4 separate regions of the Mus musculus genome follow, and all the other regions are linked to region 2. The links are chromatin contacts, called in public HiChIP or PLAC-seq and Micro-C maps. All regions are on one chromosome and are shown on one strand. The core of a region is the stretch at or near the end of the contact, and the rest is flanking DNA. Distances in the headings are between cores, read along the strand shown. Region 1 overlaps Ephb2 (Eph receptor B2). Region 2 holds the start of Wnt4 (wingless-type MMTV integration site family, member 4). Region 3 overlaps Ephb2 (Eph receptor B2). Region 4 holds the start of Htr1d (5-hydroxytryptamine (serotonin) receptor 1D).

The links. Hi-C and Micro-C count contacts between places; a contact is called where the count stands out from the background. HiChIP or PLAC-seq counts read pairs in DNA pulled down with a chosen protein or histone mark.
Region 1: an H3K27ac HiChIP or PLAC-seq map of embryonic stem cells shows a contact between it and region 2, with 2.5 times the contacts expected there. The contact joins the enhancer-like site here to the promoter of Wnt4 in region 2. A contact is called at or near these places in 3 of 39 promoter capture datasets (liver and stem cell-derived epiblast-like cells), 1 of 484 Hi-C or Micro-C datasets (CD8 T cells) and 3 of 115 datasets of contacts at active chromatin or transcription factors (embryonic limb bud, embryonic stem cells and extraembryonic endoderm stem cells).
Region 3: an H3K4me3 HiChIP or PLAC-seq map of stem cell-derived neural progenitor cells shows a contact between it and region 2, with 17 read pairs. The contact joins the enhancer-like site here to the promoter of Wnt4 in region 2. A contact is called at or near these places in 13 of 39 promoter capture datasets (the 3T3-L1 cell line, 3T3-L1-derived adipocytes, cranial neural crest and 7 more), 2 of 484 Hi-C or Micro-C datasets (Th1 cells and embryonic stem cells), 5 of 115 datasets of contacts at active chromatin or transcription factors (embryonic forebrain, embryonic hindbrain, neural tube and 2 more) and 1 of 9 other capture datasets (embryonic stem cells).
Region 4: a Micro-C map of B cells shows a contact between it and region 2, with 2.7 times the contacts expected there. The contact joins the promoter of Htr1d here to the promoter of Wnt4 in region 2. A contact is called at or near these places in 1 of 39 promoter capture datasets (hippocampal neurons), 1 of 484 Hi-C or Micro-C datasets (B cells), 1 of 115 datasets of contacts at active chromatin or transcription factors (pancreatic cancer cells) and 2 of 9 other capture datasets (embryonic stem cells and liver).

The regions. Positions count from the first base shown.
Region 1 is chr4:136,753,933-136,756,904 of GRCm38.p6, forward strand. The region is part of intron 3 of Ephb2 (Eph receptor B2); the gene reads right to left. Among named protein-coding and RNA genes, the nearest start is that of Gm52708, 44 kb to the right of the region's middle. RefSeq lists an enhancer at 390-2,972. Within about 2 kb of position 1,694, at least 123 of the 459 cell types and tissues checked have an H3K27ac peak or open chromatin away from gene starts, as enhancers often do. A contact at or near this core is called in embryonic limb bud and embryonic stem cells, where this site is marked.
Region 2 is chr4:137,275,804-137,278,975 of GRCm38.p6, forward strand. It overlaps Wnt4 (wingless-type MMTV integration site family, member 4), which reads left to right and starts at 1,832. Exons shown (of 5, transcript NM_009523.2): 1 at 1,832-1,953. The coding sequence starts at 1,877.
Region 3 is chr4:136,680,885-136,684,159 of GRCm38.p6, forward strand. Ephb2 (Eph receptor B2) reads right to left here. Exons shown (of 16, transcript NM_010142.4): 6 at 3,036-3,160. Among named protein-coding and RNA genes, the nearest start is that of Lactbl1, 60 kb to the left of the region's middle. Within about 2 kb of position 1,272, at least 30 of the 459 cell types and tissues checked have an H3K27ac peak or open chromatin away from gene starts, as enhancers often do. A contact at or near this core is called in stem cell-derived neural progenitor cells, where this site is marked.
Region 4 is chr4:136,423,154-136,426,359 of GRCm38.p6, forward strand. Htr1d (5-hydroxytryptamine (serotonin) receptor 1D) reads left to right here and starts at 1,459. Exons shown (of 2, transcript NM_001285484.1): 1 at 1,459-1,597.

The DNA.
Region 1 (2,972 bases), core at 444-2,943, 520 kb before region 2:
GGGCAAGCTCTTTTGGGTCCACAAACTCTGCCTGTTTATATCCCTAAGAACCAAGAACCCTAAGAACCAAGCTGCAGGCTTGTTTCATATTCAATATATCTTGTGCTCACAGGATGGGAGTGGTGTAAATAATTTGAGGGGAGACGGGAGAATTGGTGGACTTCATTCACCATCCTTCCACCCATCTGTCCATTCTCTACCCACAGATCGCCTCCTGTTTCTAAGTCTGCAGTAATAATCTCCTGCAGACCCAGCACACGGGCAGGTCCTGTCCTGAGCATGGACGTGGCTACTGTTTGTTCACTGTAAGATGGGGTGTAATCCCAACACCCAAGGCTTGTTGAAGGCCAGGCAGCATGCTAGGACACGGCCGTCTCTGCAACCACATTGTGGCTTCCTACCCACTGTCCCACCCCTTGGTGACTCTTATTTCTCTAGTAAGACCCTGGGTGTTCAAAGGCTGCCAACTCAGCCATACCCTGTGGGTGGCCACAGCTGTGCAGCCTGCTGGGGCGACGGGCTGGGTGAGCCCTGCCCAACCTTGGCAGCTGTGGAATGAGCATAGGGGGGCACGCACCCACCCCTAGATGCCCCACACCTGCCCTGTCTCCCAAGCCTTGAATACCCAGGCTATTTCTGCCTGTCCACTGCGTCTCGGCTGGGATACTCTTTCCTCCAAGAAGATCTCTGGGCTGATCATGTTGGATTCGGCCCCATCTCTACCTCCTAGACAGTCCTGTGGGTCCTCCTTGTCTTCAATCTCCCTCAAGAAACCCTGTCTTCCCTTCACTGGGTCTCTTTGTCTCCCCCCACCATGAATCCCTGGAGGTAGGGGCCAGGTTGGATTGGTACATCCCCAATAGCCTGGCACACTGTAGGGTGTTTGCTGGACCCTAGACTGAGCATTCCGCCAGATAGATCCCCCCCCACCCCCCGGCTGCTTGCTTTGAGGATCACATCAACTTATTAGGACTGGCCTCTGGGATATCCAGGGAATTGTGGATGAGTCTAGGGATACAGGGGTAGGGACTAGGGAGAGGAATGAAAAAGGCTGGCTCAGCAAGGAGCTGCCCTTGTATCCTTGAGGCAGATCTTTCTCATCTGGAAGCCTAGGTTTTCTCAGTTGTGGGCCTGGATGAGACAACTTTCTACCCAGGTGTCTGGGGGAAGGGCCTGGAGTTTGGTTTGGGCTTCTGGTTGTACTAAGGCAGAAGCAGAAGTGTCAAGAAGTCTATCAGCCCTCCCATGACTCGCCCTTCTGAGCCATACGCAAAGTGCTTTGCAAATGAAAATTCAAGATGTAACCAGTCAATGCTCCCAAGCCCGTCTTGAGCAGGAATTTTGCTTTCCCCTTTGCCTCCACCATACAGTGAACAGCCCTCAACACGCCAGCCGGCTCCACTACCCAAGCTTCAAATCAGCAAGCAAATAAACCTAACTAACTCCAGCCGGCCTCCCGAAGTGCCCCCTGCAGGAGGTGGCCCATTCCCCTCCAAGGCTAGTCTGTCTCCAGCCCCTTCCTTCCTCTTCCCCAAGCAGGACTCAACCGCCCCCCCAAGCTGCCCCCCTCTTCTCTTCTCCATTGGGACGTGACATTCACCAGCGTCACTCCTGGTCTCATCTGCGGAGCGCCCCACCCCCGGCAGCTAATCCCCACAAAGCCCCGCGTTGGGCCCAGCATGACAAGCAGGCCCCAGCCGCCCGCGGCTCGGCCGAGCGTGCTCGCAGGGGCCGAGGCGGGATTCGGCGCGGCTGTCACTCTCGCCTTCCGCGCCTCTAATTGGATTCGCAACACGCAGAGGTCAGCAGAAACGCTATGGAGAGGAGAATCAAAGGGAAGGGGCGTCCGGATATAAAGAGAGGCATTCTTCCCGGGCCACAAAGACGGCAGCCCGCGGGGGCGGAGGGGACCCCCGAGAGGGGCTGCCCATCTGGAGGGGGAAGGGGAAGGAAAGCGCAAGGGCCGGCTTCTCCTACACCTCCCATGACTTGTTTGGGTCTTGGGCTTGGTCACCATCCTCTCCGCTGAATGGAGTCTGGATGGCATTCGGGTCCTGCTGCAGGGGATGTGGATTTTTTGAAGATGGATTTGGGGAAGCTCGGGAATCAGCCACATGGGCTCCTGGCTTTCCACCTGCTCCCTGGGAGATGCAGCGGGTCCTCCCAGGGCTGTAGGCCTTAGTCTTCTCTTCCGTGGAATAGGACACCACCAGCTGCTCTTGCCTGGTGGTGTGGAGCAAAGGGCCCTCGGCAGGGGCAATTCATGCATCCCGCCCTTCTCAACACGCCCATGCCTGTACAGAATCTCTCAATACCGAAAGCAAAAGGATTTTATTCATTCCACTACGGCCGAACCATCCCTGGCCTGGGCAGAGACGACTATACCCCCGTGCCTTTTTATCTCACAGGGACCCGGAGGGTCAGTAAGGAACTAGAAAAGGTTTGAGTCTGGACTGGAACCTGTGTGCTCTCCTGTATGGGCTCTGTGTATATGCTCTCGAGTGCAAGCACACACATATTCTCTCTCTCTCTCTCTCTCTCTCTCTCTCTCTCTCTCTCTCTCTCTCTCTCTCTCTCTCTCTCTCACACACACACACACACACACACACACACACAGAGTGCCAGTAGGGGCTGTAGGCAGCCTGGGACCAGCCTTGCTGCAAAGCAGGCCTTGTTTGCTTTAAGAATGTTGGCTGTACTGACTCTGGCTCATGAAAGAGACAAGAGGAGGAACTCAAAGGGAATTTCTAAGCGACAGAAAAATCGATGGCCCTGACATCCTGGCCCCTGAAAGAGTCTCTATCTCACACACATGCATGTGCATGCTACCTCAGTCAGTGAGCGCACACATACTCACAAATACCTATTTTCAAGTGCGTGTATATTATGTCTGGCTTGATACAATATACACACGGACCCAGGAATAAATAAAGATCTTGTCGGTGGGTGTGCATCTGTGCAGACACCTCCCT
Region 2 (3,172 bases), core at 582-3,081:
CAAGACTGCACAGCTTTCAAATGGGTGGAGGGCTTGGGTGGAGAGGGAACGGGAGACCAAGTTTGTCTATACAAGCTGAGATGTGTGCATGTGTGCACAAAATAATCTGTAAAGGGCAAGAAAGGCAGAAGTGGGAAAAGGTGAGAGTCAGGACCAGGCACCAGGGTCACTCTCTGTGCACTTCATTGCTGCACCATGCATATGCGGGACCCAGGCAGTGTGAGAAGCTCACACTCAGAGCAGTTCTGCATGTTATTATGAAAGCGTGTTTTTTTGAGAGCTGGCTAGGACATATTTTATTCCTCGTTTTGTTAGCTTGATTTATCACCTGCAAATATTTAGACATGTGGTACATGAACTCACATCTGCACTTTTGCCGGGGCTCCACGGATCCCTACCACCTTCTGCTCAGCCTCCATGCCAAACGCTTATCAAGTCTCTCCTGGGTTAACCCAGACAACTGGAGTCAAACGTGGCCATGGTGGGGGTGGGCAGCCAAACTCACATAGAGAAAACAGTTGGTTCTGGAAGGGCAGAGGCCAGGTCATTTTCTCTCCCCCTTGCTTTTAGTGAGATTGAGTAGGGTCTCTGGGCTTTCGTGTCCTGTTTAGACAGAGTTCCTCTAGCTCAGTGGGATGTAGCCTCAGGCAGGGCCAGAGTCTGGGCTCTATCAGTGACCTGGAGAGGGTGTGGCCCAGCCATGGCAAGTAACTATTAACACGGAATTGAGCTTCAGCACCAGCCAGGCATGGGTTTTTAAGCAATATCTCCACTCCATTCATTCACTCCACAAACGTGTCACCCACCCACTCTGTGCCAGACACCAAGCTAAGGGTTGAATCTGCCTGACGTGGGAGAAGTAATAAAAGAATCGAACAGAAACCCAAGCAGACAGCAAAGATTGGTTCCTGTGCTAAAAGGAAGCCTCCACAGCCTTCCAGTTCCTAAGCAGAAGGTCTACACAGAAAGGCAAGGGGTTCGCTCAAAACCTCGCTGCCTGGAGCGCGCCAGAACTCAGGGCGATCCAGAAGCGAGGTTTCGGATTCCCGGAGTCTCAGGCCACTGTCCCAAGCTGCCCGAAGTAGAGAGGCCCCTGTCCAGCTCCGGGAAGGCTGGAGGGAGGTGAGTGCTAGGGAGGGGCCGGACCACAGAACGCGGGGGCCTGAGGGCGGGGAGGGGTCCGGTGGGGACAGCCGGGCGGCACCCCAGCCTGGTGCGCCCTGAGCGCGAGCGACTGGGTGCGCGCGAGTAGCAGCCGCTCTCGCTCCGGTGGCTCCGCCGGGGTCGGCCGGGGATCCCGGCTCCCAGGCGCCGGCGGGGGGCCGCGGGGCGCGGCCAGGGCGGCGCTGCAGTGCCCGCAGCGGCGGGCTGGGGGAGCTGTGCCCGCTCGTCCCTAAGGCCCCGGGCGGGGACCCAGCAGCTGGGTCGCCGCGCCTCTAGCTCGGCCCAACTGGGCGGCGTGCGGCCAAGCGTGCCTGCAGCAGCGGGGCTGAGGCTCCGAGCGCGTCCGGGCGCCGGGCCGGGGAGGCCCCCCAGGAGAAGCCCAGTCCCGCGGGCTCAGGACCGCCCCCGTGGGGGGGGGGTTGTCCCACGCCGCTGGACCCGCCCAGGTAACCCCATCCTCGGCCCGCCCCCGGCCCGCCCCGCCGGCCGCCCGCCCGCCTCCGCCGCCACCGCCGCATCCCGGCTCTGGGGCGGCGCTGACAGTCGGGTCCGCCGGGCAGCGGGCGCAGCAGCGGGCGGCGCGGCCGGCTGCTCGGAGGCTGAGCCCCGCCGCGCGCCCCGGCCCGGCGCCCCAGCCCGTCCGCGCGGCGCCCACCTGCCGCCCCGACGGGAGCCTTGCGGCCGCTGCCCCGGGCTGGGCGCGCACGGCACCATGAGCCCCCGTTCGTGCCTGCGGTCCCTGCGACTCCTCGTCTTCGCCGTGTTCTCGGCCGCCGCGAGCAATTGGCTGTAAGTCGGGCCGGGGACCGGGCGGGCGGGGCGGGTCCCGGGGCCACAGGCGCAGGGGGCTCCCGGCAGGTGTCTCAGCCGTGGGACCCGAGGATCGCGCTCCCGCCGGTTCCTCCTGCCGGCCACCACCACTGTCCGGTCTTCCCTCTGGAGGTCCCGGGACCCCTGCTGCCCCAGTCCGGCTCGGGGTAGCAGGGCTGGCAGTGCGTCTGCACCGGGAGGCTCCTTTGGGTGCTCGAGGGCGCGCGGGGGTGCGAGCGCGGGGCGGTGGCCCGGGAACGGAGCGAGGCGCAAACCGGCGGGCTGACAGGTCTCCGAGGGAAAGCGTCCCGAGCATAATAGCAGGTTAACCGCGAGGAGTCTGGGCGCGAGCTCCTCGCGCTGCGCTGCGCCGCGCCGCGCTGCGGGCTGAGCTGGAGGCGTGCAGAGACCTGTTTCTGCTTGGGGGGCGGGAGCCAAACATAGAAGTCCAGGACCGGGGCGCCGAGCCTCTGAGAGCCCGCAGGCTGGCTCTGGCTGCTCCTCGCTGTTCCCTGAGGCAGGAAGAAACTTCTCCCAACCTTTAATAAAGAAGGCGACAACCCCCATCCACCTCTAAGGGTCTTGCCTAAGAAGGAAGGGGGTGGTAACCACTGGTGACCTGTGTGTCTCTCCCTGACTGGGTCTGCGCTCGGGAGGATCCCTGGGAAGGCGAGCTAAAGAGCTAGTGACTAAGAGAACAAGGAACCAGCTTTTAGACTCCTTCATCCCTCCTCAGTGGCACTTCCTATGGCCCAGGCTTAACCCTGGCCCCAACTTCTCCTGCCCAGAGCTCTGCAGCCTTCCACTGTGGGCAGCCAGTGGGGAGCCAAGCTCCTGTATTGATCTGAAAAGCATGAGGTGGGAAGGGGGGATAGCCAACAGTGTAGCTGGGGTTTCCATGGAGACAGTGGGAAAGGAAAAATTCTCTCTGCATCAAGACCAAAGAACAAATATCTCCCATGAAATTGCCCTGAGTGTCCAATGGCTGTTGCTATGAGGTCATTGTGGCCAGCCAGGGCCCTGGAGACTGGAAAGGAGTGTGTTCGTTGGGGTCAGAGCCACCCAGAGCTTGGGAGACTGAGGTGATGTGGAATTCTCCCAGCTGTTCCGAGAGCTCGCAATTCCTCTGAGGCCCAAAGTGGCTGCATTGTTTTTCCTGGATTCTTAATTTGATTAACACTTCAGGGGCAGTGGCAGA
Region 3 (3,275 bases), core at 22-2,521, 600 kb before region 2:
GGCTGCCTTCATCACACACCCCTCTGTAAACTTCTCTCAGCTTTCAAACCTCAGCTCAGATGTCCCGGATACAGGCCTCCTCTCACCCGCGCCATGGCGGCAGGCCATGCTTGGGTACTTCCCACCGCCGAGACCTTCTTCGTATGGAGAGTACTTCACACGGCTGTTACTGTCTGAGCCTTCCCCCCACACCCGCCCCCCAGATGGCCAAGTCCTCTGCAGCCAGCGTCAGCTGGTAACAGTGGAAGTCAAATGACCCAGTGGCTGTCCTTTGATGGCATGTACACTCAGACTGAGCAGACGGGCTAACCGACAGGGACCTGGCTACATGTCACTGGTCATCTCAGAAGTAACCATGGGAGAAAGCCGGGAGGCAGGAGCACCAGAGAGAGTAAGAAAGGGAGATGGAGGGTAGATCCTCCTTCTGACTCTCAGCACAAAGTGCTGACAGGCCACATGGGCCTCTGTCCCTCAGTTTCTCCTCCCGTCAGTGCCTGGGGGTACCATTCCAAGGACGATTGTGGTGATAGTGTGGTGTCCCCCGCACACATCGAAGACTGTGAGAAGTGACCAGGTAGCCACTTGGCTACTGTGGAGCCACCTGGTCCCAAAGAAAGCAGAGCAGTGCCACCCCAGCCAACACCTCTGCCAGGCTCCCAGGCCTGGCTGGTGCGCTAGGAAATGGGTCGCAGTCAGGACCACAGAGGGATTCCTCATTTCCGCTCCAATCTTTGGGGAAAAATACTTTCAGTTTCATTTAATCACAAGGCTTCTTAATTAGTTTTTTTCCCTTTTCTTTCTTCTGTTTTTTTTTTTTTTCCTTTTCTTTCTTTCTAAAATCAGTTGTTAAGCTGTCCTTGCTGGAGGGAGCAGAGACACTGGCCCCTGCAAGGCAAAGCTTCCTTTGTCCAGCTACCCAGACTGGGAGCCCCTTCAAAGTCCTTCAGGACCCAGTGAGATTTTTTTCAAGAGAGACACTCAGGCCTCTCAGTAGCCACTGCTCAACACATCAACAAGTACTTATGGAATGTCTACTGTATACCAGGCGCCAGGACACAGCAGAGCTAATGTCTCACCCACGGTGGCTCAGAGCTATCAGCAGAGGGCCAAGAGAGGATTCAACATTGGCCCTGGTCTTGGCAGCATGGAAAAGCTTCTCAGAGAAGGTCAAGACATTCATGGCGAAATACTAAAGTAGGAACTGGGGCTGGCTGGGGTGGTGAGGGGCAGGAAGTGACTGGCCCAAGTGGCCAGCCTGCCTCTGGTTTTTGTTTCATTCATGAGCTCCATCCCTCACTCTCTGCTCCATCCACACAATGCTCTCATTCATCATTCGCACCCTAGGGAGACCAGGCCCTTTGCTGCCAGCATGTGGGCTTTCCAGAGAAGAGGCAGAGGCTGTGGGAAGATGCTCAAGGCTGGTAGAAGTGATGGTGTTTCCTGGTACCCTGAAGATGCTGATAGGCAGGGATAAGAGACCAGGGAGGGAAGAATATGATGGAGAAGTCAAAAGCTGGGGCTGGGGTAGGAGTTGGGGCGGGGGGGGTGCAGGCTTCTCTGAGGGGAGACAGCTGATTAAGATAGCTGGGCACTGTAGTGATGTGGGGGGTGGGGGTGGGGTCTTTCATTCTTTCACTCAACTCATCTACTGGGTTTCTCTAGGCTTCAGCTTAGAGCTCTGGGGAGAAGGTGATGACCAGAGAGAGAGGTGGCTCCTGACAGCAGCACAGGACACTGGGATATGCAGGGGGGAAGTCCATGATCATGAGGAGCGCATGAATGAGACAGGGTTAATAGGTGACAAACAGATCTCTGCTAACCCAGAGGCTGATGGGGACTAGGCGGGGGTCTCAGAGAGTGGGTTTCCGCAGGCCTAGCTGCCACAGTCCCTGAGCCCCAACAGCATGACACCCCCCCATCATTTCCTGCTCACTATGAGCTCACCCCCAACAAAGGGCTTTCTATCAACCATTTACCAGCAGCTTAGTCTGAACAGAAGTCCTAGGCACCTTTCTCTGGGGTCCTTGTGGTCTCTATGGGTAGAAGGAAGAGGAATTCTAGGTCTAGGCACCAGGTTACAGGGCCTCTGGTGTTTATCCCTACGGGAGGCCAACTGCTATGTCCACTCCTGGAGGCCTGTGCTATGTGGCGCTCACGGTCTCTGGTCCCATGTGGCACTGTCCTGAAATACTAGCCCACCCTGTAGGAGACAGGCAGGAGAGCAGGGAGCCCACACATTCACCTCTGCAGGGGACCAGGGACATGCTTGGTGCTGGTGTCTGCCCCTTCTTCCTCCTCATGGAGTGGCAGTCTCCTCTGCCATCCACCCAGGTGGAGATGGAGGCCCCCCCCAGGGCAAAGTTTGACTGCCTGAGGATGCAAATTGATTCTGCCTGTTTGTCTTACATGCGTGGCTTCCAGCCACAGGTCTCTCAAAGAGGAGTGGAGTCTATTCTAAAAGATCAGAGAGAAATCCGTCTATGCAGTCCAAGGTGCCTGGGTGGAGACAAAGCCACGGTAGACTCAGAGGGCCTTAGAGGAAGTCTGGCTTTCTTCCCTCAGCCTATAGGAAGAGCCCTTCTCTTCATTGTCAACCCATTGTGGGATCCCCTCAACTGTGGGTTTCCTGTTAGTCACTGACACCTTAGTTTGATCAGAAGTCCATCTTTCCCAGAGGCCCTTCTAGGGGTCCACCCCGCATAGGGTATAGACAGATGCTTTCAACCGGTGAAGACCAGTTTTGTTGTTTTGTTTTGAAAAACAGTTTATCTCAAACTCAGGCCTCTGAGGTCAAGACTGAAGAGGTCTCGACAGTAATAGGTCTGAATGAAGGTGGCATATCGTTCAGACAGACAGCCCGTCCCCTGGACCAGAACAATGAGAGGGCAAGGCACCTGCCTAAGATCTCACAGCAGGGGCAGGAGAGGCAACGGAGAGTCCGGCAGGCTGAGCCTGAGGCTGGCAGGAGAGTACACACCAGGCCTAGACTGGGAGAGGGGCGTTTGGGGAGGCAGAGCCAGTGGGCACACGGCTACCTTCTCATAGTACTGCAGCTCGTAGTCCAGGATCACACCGTTGGGCTGGTCTGGCTGGGACCACGACAGGGTGATGCTGTCCACAGTGCGGCTCACCTGGTGCATGATGGACACGGCCGATGGTGCTGCAAGAGAGGTCAGAGGTCAGGGGTCAAAGCAGGCATGAGGAAGTACAACTTATTTTAGAAGCACGAGAGCCATGGGGCCAGTGAGGACAGGGTCAGAGAGCAGGTTGGTGGG
Region 4 (3,206 bases), core at 209-2,708, 850 kb before region 2:
CAGGACACTAGTAGCACAGCCTATATTAAGGCCACCTATGTTTGGCATTGCTCAATCTCCCCATCTCCAGTGTGGGGAAAGAGCCAAGGGCCTAAAGAGAGGAGAGACGGCTGATTGAGGTGTGGCTGCCCATAACTCCTGTCTATTCATGCCGTGGATTTATTTGCCTGGGATCTGCGCTAAGACAAAAAGAACCTCTGCATTATTAATGACCATTGATCACAGCCTTCCAAAAAAGAGAGACTGAGAGAGATGGAGGCTCCAAGCCAATCACAAATGACAGACCAGGAGAGCAAGGGGTGGGGGCGGAAGGGGAGGGCCAGGTGGGCAGAGAGTTTGGCGCAAATAGAAGGACACGGAAGGACGCTGCAAGCAAGGCGTGGAATAGCTGCTGAGTTCTCAGTGTGCTGGTGTGCCAGATGTCAAACAGCTGTGTGGGTGCTGGTGGGTGTTTCCGGATCTCCCTATGCACTCCCCCCCAAAGGAGACTCAAAGACACAACTTTTACCAGGGATGAAGAGTCGCGGTCACTTCATGATGCTAATAGGGTCAATTCATCAAGAACACATAACCAGTCTACTGGTGGATGCTGGTGATAACAAGACATGAGAATATACAAACAGTAAGGAGACACAGTGGGTGGGCAAGGACACGGAAGGCCAGGTCCACCGGAGCTGTAAGGAACCTGGTCAAGCAGGAGTCTTTGCCCTCCCTGTCTTTGAACTCAGCTCTCTCTCTCTCTCTCTCTCTCTCTCTCTCTCTCTCTCTCTCTCTCTCTCTCTCTCTCTCTTTCTTTTTCTGGCTCTCTACATCCGCAGCCCCTACTAAACGCTGAATAAGGGAGCTGGCGGTCATATCTGCTGCCCCAACTTTGGGATCACTCTGCTTGCCCAGCAGGAAACTGTACTCATTCCACCTCTGGTGTGTGGCCGGGACGCTTCCTACCTCCGGTCTGTCCTGAGAGGCTGCTTTCCCGGTGAGACTTTCTCCCCTCCCCCGCCCTCCCACCGCCTCCGACCACCCTGTCCACTCCCCACCTCCTTTCTTGCTTTATTTTCCTCCTGAAACATCTGTCATCTCATTAAGTACATCGTATCCGCCCCAGTAGAACGTGAGCCCCAAGGGGCGGGGGTTGCACAATGGTTTTAAGCCCAGTGCATAGCCGGTGCAGATATAAAGCAGATCGATAAATACTTGCTAAATTAAAGGTAGGGGGCGGGAGACTCAGCTTGTGAGGAACCCGCGGATGGAGTCTAGGCACGGTCCACTTTCCCCGGACAGTCCATTCCTTCCTACAGGTGGGCCTCCTCCACCCGCATCCCCTGCGTCCTCCTACCGTGGGGTTGGGGCAGGGGCTCCGGGCGGGCCTCCCCTGCTGTGGGCGGGAGGCCGAGTGGGGAGCGAGCCCAGCGGGGGAGGAGCCGGGGAGCAGAGCACGGAGCAGCGGCGGGCGCGGGCAGGAGCCCGGAGCCCGAGCTGCAGGCGCGGAGGGCGGCGGCGCCCGGAGCTCAGCGGGGGTCGTGGAGGAGGCCGGGCTGCAGCCCTCAGGGGTGCGAGGCGCCCACGGCGTTGTTCCGTACCTCCCGGCAGGGAGCTGGTAAGCGCGGGAGCTTGGGGCGTCGCAGCCTCGCGGGGCTGAGCCTAGCCGGGCGGGTCCTGATGGGTCACCTGGCGTCCCGCCTCTGTGCGCCTCTCGGACGGGACAGGAGCGCACGGAAAGACGGTCCCAAAGGACCATCGGGGCCCGAAGGGAGCATCCCGGATGGTTGTCCAAAGCCCTGGATCGTGGGGTGGGTGGAGGGATTCCCCAGGGGAGGCTGCGGGACCCTGGGAGAGCGTCCTCCGTGTCCCGCGCTCTGGGAAGATCCCACTGGACAAGAGTGCCCCCCCACCTCGGCCCGAGGTGAAACGTCTACCCCCAGGTGGCCCCGGTGACGGCCTAGGGAATCGGGGAGCCCTCTACCGGCCAGGTCAGGGGTGACGCCAGTACGGGAGGGGACTTGAAGGAGCGTCCAGTTTGGAGCTCGGGTTTGGAAAGGGCCCTGACTTGCTTGTGACCTTGGGCAGGTCACTGCTTCTCTCTGAGCCTCAGTGTGCACATCTCTCAAATGGAGAGGACGCTTCCCTTCACTGCGGATTGGTGGGAGTGGGTGAGAGACCGTGGATGCCTTTTTATACGCGGTAAAGTTCTCTGCAAATCCTAGCTTTTCGAGCAACATCAGAACTGCAGAGAGCTCAGGGAGATTGGCTTTATTGCAGATGGGAAGAAGGTGGCAAAAATCTTGCCCAAAGTCTCAGTACTTGTAGAATGTAATACTCAACGCCCCCGGCCCGGCCCCCACCCCCACCCCCACCCCCACCTGCTCCCACTCGCTGGGTTTGGGGACCATCAGAGATTAAGATCCTAATACTCTCAGGCTGGCCACATTAGCAAACTAGCCCTGGCTACTTGCTTAGCTGCTTAGTCCTCTGAGCATTGGCTCCCTCCTATATGAAACGAGAGTGACAACGACCACACTCCAGGTTTGCTTTGCAAAATCAAATGGAATCACTGCCTAGTATTACATCTGACCTCAGACAGGAACTCGGCCTTCCTCGCCAGGCTTTGTAGTAGCAACCTCAGATCTCATCTTGGGAATTGCTTTATGGCAGTGGTCCTCAAACTCTGAGTCTCAACCCCTTTGAGACTCGACCGACCTTTTCACGGGGGTGGGGGTGCGGGTTGCCTAAGAGTTCAGAAAACACAGATACTTACATTATGATTTATAAAAGTAGCAAAATTACAATTATGAAGTAGCAACAAAAAAATAATGATTTTATGGTTGAGGGTCACCACCACATGAAGAACTGTGTTGAAGAGCGGCAGCATCAGGAAGGCTGAGAACACCTTATGGTGTTTTCTAGTGGCATTTGTGTTGCAGGTCTGTGCTTTCCTCTACATGCCAGTGACATTGGCTAGACTCTCAGCCCTTCCTATAATGGTCCTTTTATGACAACAGCAAGCTGGCCACTTGGGCAGCTGAGCTTTGATCACTGATATTTCCCAGTTGGTTGGCAGAAAGTGGGCTTTATTCAAGAGACCAGGACTCCATTGGAAGCTGGAGTCCAGGCCAGTAGGTATAAGTGGCAGGGTCTAGGGCCCCCACTCTTCTCTATCCGATGACAGGACCAGGAATATAAAGATGGCTCTTTGCCTTTACTATCTC